Linked DNA regions of Aedes aegypti: region 1 is linked to region 2. Evidence: chromatin contacts called from public Hi-C data. All regions are on one chromosome and are shown on one strand. Each heading gives the region's core, a stretch centred on a gene start, on an enhancer-like site or on the middle of the called end of the contact. The rest is flanking DNA. Distances are from core to core; before and after follow the strand shown.

Region 1 (4,618 bases), core at 1,869-4,368, 53 kb before region 2:
AATAGGCTCAAATATGGCGATGGCACAAATCTCCCAAATGGCGGGGAACGTGCCTCTGGAGCCGGCCTTCTGATACCTGATACCTGATAGCAATTCCCCACTTTGGCGGTACGGAGTCAACTACAGCTTTCGGTATGGTTTTATATGGATAAATAATAGTCGGAGGCACTACCTTACCTGCAGCGGAGAAGGTGAACATACACGGGAAAAAAATCTGTGGTAAAAATAACTATTTTAGCTGACTACGCCCATTCTTAAAACTACCATGGAAATTCAGACCAATATACTATGTTTACGGTACACCCCACCGCATTACTGGTACATTTGACAGAAATAATTTACAACAATCTGATTTCAACTATAGACATAGTAAAATCAAGCGCATTTCTGGTCTGCTGAAAATTGCCGGTGCGAGCGCTTAAGCTAACCCCCTAGAATGGTAGTTTTTACCGCACAATTTTTTTACGTGTAGTCGTGATGTTTGTTTTGTTGGGTTCTCTTTCGATCTCGTAGACGTTACGGCTTCCACGTGGTGCGAAAACTGACTTTGTTTTCGGATTGAGGTAGAAAGACTTTTCGTAGCCGTTGAAGATTCTGTCTAGGTCATCTTGTATGTCTGAGTTTCCCTCCGCATTCAAATAATCTTCAATTTTGTCAAACCACTTTTTTATGTCTGACTGAGAAACCTTGGCACTAGCATTCGTGATGAACTCAGGAGTTCGAATTGTGATGTTGGGGTGCCTTTTCAAAAATAAACGCATCCATGTGCGGCCTGTATACATAGAATAAATATTAAAATCATTATGAAACTGAAACAATTTACAATGGTCTTACCTGGCCGATTGTTTTTAAAATTGTTAGGCCTTTCAGCAGCGTCAAGAAACCCTTTCAGACTCCGAAACTGATTCACGTGCCATTGGCCATCCCCGTCGCTGACTGTCGAATTTCCACTCTTCGAGTTCTGTCTCCTCTTCCATTGTCAGTATTGTGGCCGGTCCAGTACGAAAGACGGACTGCGATTTCTTCACCAATCTCGAATACAGTATTGGACAAAACATTTGCAACTTTTTCGATTTTCCATACAAAATGACCAACTTTGGTAAGTTATATCTCAGTTATTTATGAACCGATTCGATTGAAATTTTGGCAGAATATCAGACATAACTTGAATTTTAACATATATTTTTGAGTGATTTTTCCTATCACAAGTTCAAAAGCAGTAACGGTTTGAATAAAGTGATTTTTTTTGTAGATTTTTAATAAATTGCATAACTAAAAATATTTAAGGAATAGCTTCATGGTATCTTCAGCAAAGTTGAAGATTTGAACGAGATGAACAAGTATTCTGAAGACAGTTTTTGTGTAGGGCCATCAGATTTTGAGATAAATAGTTTTAAATTTTTCGTCGAAAATTACACTTTAAAAAACCGTTATAACTTATAAACTCGTGATTGAAAAAAATATTCAAAAATATATGTTAAAATTCAAGTTATGTCTGATGTTCTGTGAAAATTTCATTCAAATCGGTCCATAAATAACTGAGATATAACTTACCAAAGTTTGTCATTTTGTATGGAAAATCGAAAAAGTTGCAAATGTTTTGTCCAATACTGTATATCGTCGATTTTGGAATTCCATACTGCTTCACAGCAGCATACAGCGAGAGTTCTTTATTGACTACCTTTGAAACCGCTTACTGGATGTCGGTTTCTCCGTAGACTTGTCGGTACTTTTCTGGACGCTGGAATATGTCAATACATATAATTTTGATGAAATTAAAGCAAGATCAGTATGATTCTCACCATTTTTGATGAAAACCGTTGAATGTTTACTTCTGATGGTGGGTCGAAAACTGAAACACATCGTTTGCTGAAATCATGGCATGCTTTTTCGTCCGGTCGAAATTTGAAACATGGTGTTTCAATTTTCGAACAATTTTAAACGTATAATTAAATGTATTTTTGCTTATGAATGAATATAAATCAGTACAATATGCTTGAATCTAATCTATTTTTATCAATTTTCATTAAATAGGTATTTCTTTGTTCAGTTTTTATACTGATTTGTGTCTTTTACATATGTGATGATTTTTCATCATTGGAAGAAAACAGGACTGATTCAGACACCTAAAAATCAGACTGAATTTAAGATCAAAATTACCAAAATTACGCTATAAAAATGTAATTTTCATTAGATCATTACAAGTATAACAGCAATGACACATTCCAGTGATTTTTGAAGGTTTCAAAATTTCAAATAGTATTTTAAATCACGTTTGTTTTATCAATGGTTCGAAATTTAGCACAGGGTCGAAAATTAGATCCCTTACCCTATTTGACGTTTTAGTGGTGCCGTGTCATTTATGTGACCATGGAAACCAGTGAATTCGGCACAGCTCAAACGTCAAATTAGTGAATTCGTGCATCGGTCCATAGTTTGTTACCTCTATTGTTTGAAACGAAGCAGTAGTGTTTAAATTTAAGGCAAGCTTGAGTCAGTCAGCTGGGGACTGATATGATATTATGATTATAATATTATGAAATTATGATATTATGATATTATGATATTATGATATTATGATATTATGATATTATGATATTATGATATTATGATATTATGATATTATGATATTATGATATTATGATATTATGATATTATGATATTATGATATTATGATATTATTTCAGATTAAACTACTTTTTAGTTTCTAAGATTTGCTCAAATCTGAATGGCATAACTATTGCATTTAAAGAAATGATTAAATAATTGAACTGTTCTATGGTTATTCCTTGTACGACGATATCAGAAACTAAACGCCACCTTTCGAACGAGAAGAATATAAAACTAATCATATTCAAGGTAAACAAATTCAAGTGACTCAATGGATTAATATTCTACGATTATCTATATCGAACGATCAACCGTGTGGCGCTGCCAGCTAGTGATGACGCGACGCTATTTATTGACGGCAGTGTAGATTGTTTACGACAGCCAATTAAAAGTCACTCGTCGAATGCTAAGTGTTGTTTTCCAAACCTCAAACTCACATTCACTCAGGCATTAGTTGAGGTAAGCAACGCGCTGGGTAATCAGGCAAAAGGCTAACTAGTATAGAGTTACTGCCTCTCCTCTCAGCGAATCACGTTACGGGGGCACGTCTCACTTACGTACCAATTCTCAACTACGACATCTCCTGACTTGAAATATATGAATATAGGACTATATGTATAACTCATATATTTATATACTAGTGTTGTTGACGGTAGACGTAATCTCGTATGAATGCATTTTTCCTCTTCCTGTGACTACCGTGAAGATATATGGAATAAAATTAAACTGTTTTTGTTTATCCGATTACTGCAATGCTGACGCTGCTTTAAAGCTTAATGTGTTTACTAAAGGCACAGGATCGCGTGAGAGTTGTTTTGAATTTAAATTCCTTCACGTTTTTGTTGTTTTCATTAAACCACTAAATATCTAGAATACGTCGCCTTGAGGACCTTCATTAGTCTCATAGTAACATCCGCAGCTACAAGGCCATGCTAAAGGTGCCAAGGGTTCGAATTCAGATTGGTCCACGGTCTTCGTATCTGATGAATGCCAAAAAGGAAAAAAAAATGACAAAGAACGCTCTCGACTAATAACCGTGGAACTGATCTTACAGCATGATTAGGAGCTGGCTCTATCCTAGAAGAGACGTAATTACAAAAATAAGAAAACTTTGCAATGGATCATGCTCATATTTTCAAGTTTTACTATTGTTGCTATTTATGCAAAACCTGGTATAGCAAGATCTTAAAACAAAATGACCAGGAAGCCCTACAATCATACTGGTAGGGGAAAATGCCCTAATAAGACCACCGTAAACCAACAGTTATTAGTTTATTAGTTGTTTCAGTACATAAAAGAAAAATGTAGAATCTTTGAGTGATTTGGTATCTATGGTTGAATAAGCTTGGGTTTACAAGGTTCTTGCCGAACTTAGTACTTTACCACTATACCATTTATTTTCACTAGAGTTTGTGTACTTGACACTGACGATGGCGTTACAGTTGAGGTCGAAATACATGTATCTGTGAAATGATATGATCTCTAGTGGAAATAAATAATATAATACTAAATTCGGTTTTCATTTGTTTCTGCAGCTAAGTGCTAATTGAATCATTTTTTACAGCTTCGTCACCAGCTGAGGGGAAGGGTAAGGAGGATTTCAGTCTAGACTTTTGAGACGGTGCTGGTGGCAGTGGGTAGATTGGCGCAATCCCAGTTACTCGTGTTAGCTCACGCGGATTGCAACATCGACGCCGTTGAGTGTGTCGTTTCAAGGTTCCTTCCGTCTTGGAATCTGGTTTTCCTCTCGTCTCTGTGTCGTGCCGAGTTGATATTACGGGGATTCTGAGTTGTTGTTCTATTGGTTAAACTGCTGTGCTTCGATAAGAAAAAAAAACTATTGATCTGGTGAGGTACTGTTGAAAAACAAATTCGAGGAGGGTCTCATGACGTTTCAAGATATTGTTCAAAATTGTTTGTGAATAAATAAAATACATACAATACAAAAATACATGCAGCAGATATAAAAGTTCATGATGGAAATTGAATTTTGAAGAAAGTTTTTATA
Region 2 (5,212 bases), core at 950-3,449:
TTTCGACAAACAATACTTTTTTTAAAGTGAAGATGAATCGAGCCAAAGCCAAGCTAATAACTGGATGTATTGGATCAAGTTTTCAGTATGAACGGATGTCTGGTTCTCCAGATTTGTGCTCTTCACCTTCACCTTCACCGTCACCTCAAAATTATTCTGATCCCTAATGATTGTTATAATCTTTCACTAGAATTAGCCCAATTTTCATTAGTTAATTGGGATCCTCTTACTACATTAATAAGTTAGTAGTGGGAAATAAATACCTATTGTTCTTGATGACAAATCGTGATTAATCAGTGAAAGCAGCATATTTTATTGTTCACTTCATAGATTTTTGCATTAAACTTGAAATGACTCGAAAATGGTTACTTCTAGAGAGGTGATCATTATAATCATTATGGTTGAGTATAATTTCAAGACTCCTAATCTATCATCAAAAATTATTTAGGGTGATTTACAGCTTTAGCGCTATTCGACTATTATCGGCAACCAAATTTCAAACGCCAAATGCACAGTACATTTCTATAAAAGCACACCAATGAAAACATTCAGCAGATTATCTGTTCTGTCAGACTCCCGCTGACGACAATCCTGAGATTGAATAAACAATTTTGCCAGAGATGTCTTCAAATGAACAGGCCTCAAAACGCGACTGATTTGGAGCTGCCGAAGAAATTCACCAGCAGCTTTTATGGGAAAGCTGCCGAAGAAAATGAAGCTGCCAACAATAGTCACACTAACAAGAGATGTTCGAAGCCTTTATAGAAACGTTTCCAGAAAGCTTTTAACGAGTCTGTTGGTGTGAATCGATAGAGGATTGAGCAGCGAATAAATGTAAACAGACAAACACGTAATGTGTCTGCTGATATCCTAAAACATTGTAAAAGAAACGCGGAATCGGCTTAGACTGTCGAGAAAACGTAAGTTCCCCTATATTTAAAAAAATAATCTAAAGTTGTTCTTTAAAAAAACATTTTTATTTAAAAATTCTCCATCATCAAACATCGTTCCGAATATATGTTTCCTATCGATATTTTATGATAAAATAAAAAAAAATATTGAAAATAGAGTTTTTGTGTCTTATTGAATTTAAGCTTTGAGCTTAAATAAATGAAAACCGAACTAAGTACTGTACCATTTAATTCCACAGAAGTTTGTATCCTTTGACAGATACGCGTACAAATATAGCTGGCGTACGAGGGGTCCACCAATTTGAGAAAACTGAAAGGACCACCCATTAGTTTTAGCATATAAATGAAAGACGTGTTAGTGAAAATAAACGTACGCTTTGGCTTTTTTTATTCGGGATCGTATTTTTTTTTTTTTTAATTCATAACTGTTGTACGATTTTCAATGCCCCACACAGTTATGAATCAACACTTCTAGGAATGTGATTGACATTTTTTTTCCAACGGGCGGAAAAAATATGTTCAAATATATTATAATTGATTTTGATGTTGTAAAGATTTATGGTTCGCGTAGGTAAAATGTGTTCTTTGTAATTGCAACTCTATTTCATGAGATATTCTTTATTTAATCCAACTCTGATTCATATCTGTGTGCTATCCATAACCGTAGGGTGACTGTAAAAGTTGGTTTTCATGGCAACCTCGATGGTCCCTTGGATCGCATTTACACTGGTTTTGTGTTCAATAACTCGATACCTCCCTTCTGCCCTGATAACTCGATGGTCCCTTCAATATCCAGTTGTGGAGAGTTGAATGTAGTATGGAACAGTTAAAATTTGCCATGATAAAGGGCTATTTATGTCACAGGAATGATTAATGAATAGGCGCCAAAGAGGCGTGCCTTCGAATGCTGAAGAACCGGTTGAGCGAAGTTGCACCTCTTGAAGGGCATACTAATATGTTATCTCACAACCAAGAGTCCTTAAGGGGCTGTTTGTTTATCTCACCGAACAGCTTAACTTTTTCTTTGAGTTGGCTTGAGTAAGCTATGCAAGGTATGAAGATAAGAACCCAATTATCAAGCCAGAGTTTGGGTGCATACACCCGGGCGGGATTCTGCGACGCAATCCCAATCAGCCGGTCACTTCGCCTCCGCCGCCACCCCGCCCTTGTTCCACCTCCTGGATACTACCCTGCCCTGCGCCCCACGAACCACGACGAAGGCGCAGTTCTCCTCTCGCGATGTGGATGTTGTTGTTTTCGTGCTGCTTTAAATTGCGGCGCGAACCACGCCGAATCTTTAGTCAGTGCCAGCATTTCAAACCGTTGCGACAGCTTACGTTCTTCACGGAAAGAAAGAAAGGAAGCCCATTAGGGAACATTACTACACGTTCTCCACTTCCACCAGTGCTTTCCCCCTTCTGCAACAGGAAGCTGATATTGGTTCGAAACTGCCCCTCGTTACAGTTCAGAGAGAATACTGCCAAGTGCCAATTGAAGAGTTGTTCTGCAGCGAGCAGTCAGTGTGTGCAGGTTCTGATTGAAGAGTGTGTTAAGAGTGCGTATTGCAAGGTGTAGAAAAGAATTATCATACTTAGTACAAAGTTTAGCAAAGTACCTGATAAGCTTAAAGCAAAACAACCACAACATCATGTCAGCATCGCCAATCGCACGCCAAGCCTGCAGCCAAACGCAGGCTATTCCATCCAAGAGAGTTCTCATCCATGACGCCTCCGAACTGCCGGATCTCTACTCGTCGACACCCGGTGGAACTCTGTATTCCACAACTCCAGGAGGTAAGTAACTACCGCTCAAGGAAGGAAGAAGAAATATATGCCTACTATGAAGGTACGCGTTTTCCGGCTTATCGCATTCAAGGCCTGCTGCGTACTAGCGTGTTGGGTAGTGTGTGGCAGAGCTCATGATAGCTGTGCGAATATTGGCAAATGAAGAAGATACGCCCATTCGTCCTTCGAGCGTATCTCAAATGTTAATGCGTAATTTTGCAAATGTGATCGCTTGGTAGGCCTAGCCGTGAAAGTTTTCAAATTAATGCAAATGTTGACGCGAATTAATTATATATAGCGTCGCGTATTTTTGAAAGATTTAAAGTTTTAGTCCCGAAAAACACGTGCTAAGCATCGGAGGAGCATCACACTACCAGCTAGCGAGTGCTATATTTAGCTGACGCAATCGCGCTTTCGCGGCAGCTTTGTCTGTGATGGCACACTAGAATTTTGAAAACACGGCTTTCAACGCCGACAGCGATTCTCCTCCCGACGACCTGATGAAGCGGAAATATTAATCTGCAATTCAATAATCTTCGTTCGCATCGCAGCAAGCGCATACTGGCTCTGGACAAAGACCTTTCTCGCCCAGAGTGCAGAGCACAGCTAGCTAAGATCGAACCAGAAAGAGGACACTCTTAGTCAAATGGCTTCTTTGTTCGGGCTCAGAAATACGATCAACGATCATCGACGAGAAGAGAGTGACTACTAAATATTCATCATCGAGCACCGCCACCGCGCGTCTCATAGTCGTTCGTGACACATGTAGAGGTACCTGCCTACGTACACGAGCGCGCGCCTCTGGAGAACTCGTTATACCTGTTCTGTTTGTCACCTCGAATCTAGGATCGAGAAATAGGGCCAGCTCCAACTTGTTTGCTATGCCCATTAGGGCAGTTCAATTAACAAAAAAGTTAGAAACCCTTATTTTTCATATTTTTCGTACAACCCACAACCAAAATTGTAGGTCCATTTACAGTTACAGTTAACTCTCCCTTACTCGATATTTTGTTTCTCGATTCGAGTTAGAGAAACATAGTAAAAGTTGGTTTTCATAGCTACCGTTTTGATTCATATTACGGACAGCTTCAAATTCCGGACAATCTACTTTGTATGGGAAACATTTCACACGAAATGTTTCAATTTTTGCCGCTCAAAAGTTCTCAATTTCGAGGCTCGTTTTAGTAAACTTTTTCCATAAATATCTTTGAAAATTTATAATGTCCAACTACCTTAGATGTCTCTTTAGTGATTCGACGATTTCAATTGATGATTTGACTGTTCCATTCATGATTATCATGAGCTGCCCGGAATTCGAATCAAAGTGTCCGGAATATGAGGCAAAAGTAAGGAAGCGTCCGGAATAAGAATCATTAAAAGGCCACACATTTTGATTTATTTAAAATTATTCAAGTTGCGGAAGCGTATTCTTTACCCACCATTCGAAAGTTAAGGGCTTTCGACGCTTAATAACGCTAAGGAATCACACAGAATGATTTATTTTGTATGCTCTATGCTGAGTTATATTTCACTGAGGCCTTAAGTGTCCGTAATATGAATCAAAACGGTACTTCGATGGTCCCTTGGATTGCATTAGCAGTTGTTTTGTGTTTCATTAATCGATACCTCCCTAACTCAATGGTCCCTTTAACATCGAGCTATGGAGACTTGACCCTGTGGGGAAATTTATAGAAATGTTCTAAACACGGTAGTATTTTCATATAAGTACAATCTTTTCATCTCTAAGTCTAAATTTGTTCTTCAATTCATAGAGAAGAAAGTTGCTGTAGAAAGTAAAACGATCCGACAGATAGGAGAAGAGTTTTCCATAATTTTGTGTGATACCTTTTAGTTTGTTTTAATATGGGATGTAACTCTGTGAACTTTTACAAAAAAAGCAAACAAAATAATTTCAAAATGAGTTTTTACTATCAGAAACATTATTTATTAAACTCGGAGTTTTAAGGTTTTGTGATGCATTTTAGCATCACCGAGAGTTAAACCGTTGCTGAATTTTTAGAAAAGTGGCTGAAATTTTGACATGCCAATATGTTTCTCATTAAGATTGCAAGGAAGATATGAGAGGTGAGATCTTTAAACTTGTTGTTATTTGAAACATCCTAATGTACATATAGGCATAAACAATTCGCACCGGTATAGATTGCTCCAGGCTCCACTCTAAGCGTATGTTTAGTCCGACAAGCCAGTTGGTGTGTATGAGAAGCATAGAAGGGCTGATAGGGAAGTAGACAGAGCTGATCGCAATCATCCAATCCGACAACGGTTATGTGGTCCAATTGAAGCCTATCGTCGTGGAACTGTTTGTTGATCATAACTATATATGGCTACCAGGAGCGGCAATAGAATCAAATTTCCTGTTGCCGATGATAACCAAGTGGTTCTCTCACAGATCACTGACGATCATCTGGTCGAGTCGAGAACCAAACGAAGTGTTTTGTTTTGCTACTGAATCCACGTGGAAGCCACTAAAGCTGATGTTTAGGTAAACGACCCAGA

What was found. A called contact is a pair of places that touch in the nucleus more often than the background predicts.
Region 1: a contact with region 2 is called in a Hi-C map of whole pupa, with 2.2 times the contacts expected there. The contact joins the enhancer-like site here to the promoter of LOC5572651 in region 2. A contact is called at or near these places in 2 of 2 Hi-C or Micro-C datasets (whole body and whole pupa).

What each region holds. Positions count from the first base shown.
Region 1 is chr2:275,258,086-275,262,703 of AaegL5.0, reverse strand. No RefSeq gene overlaps it. Among protein-coding and RNA genes, the nearest start is that of LOC5572652, 14 kb to the left of the region's middle. Within about 2 kb of position 3,118, at least 3 of the 3 cell types and tissues checked have open chromatin away from gene starts, as enhancers often do.
Region 2 is chr2:275,203,747-275,208,958 of AaegL5.0, reverse strand. It overlaps LOC5572651 (eukaryotic translation initiation factor 4E-binding protein 1), which reads left to right and starts at 2,199. Exons shown (of 2, transcript XM_001654101.2): 1 at 2,199-2,704. The coding sequence starts at 2,560.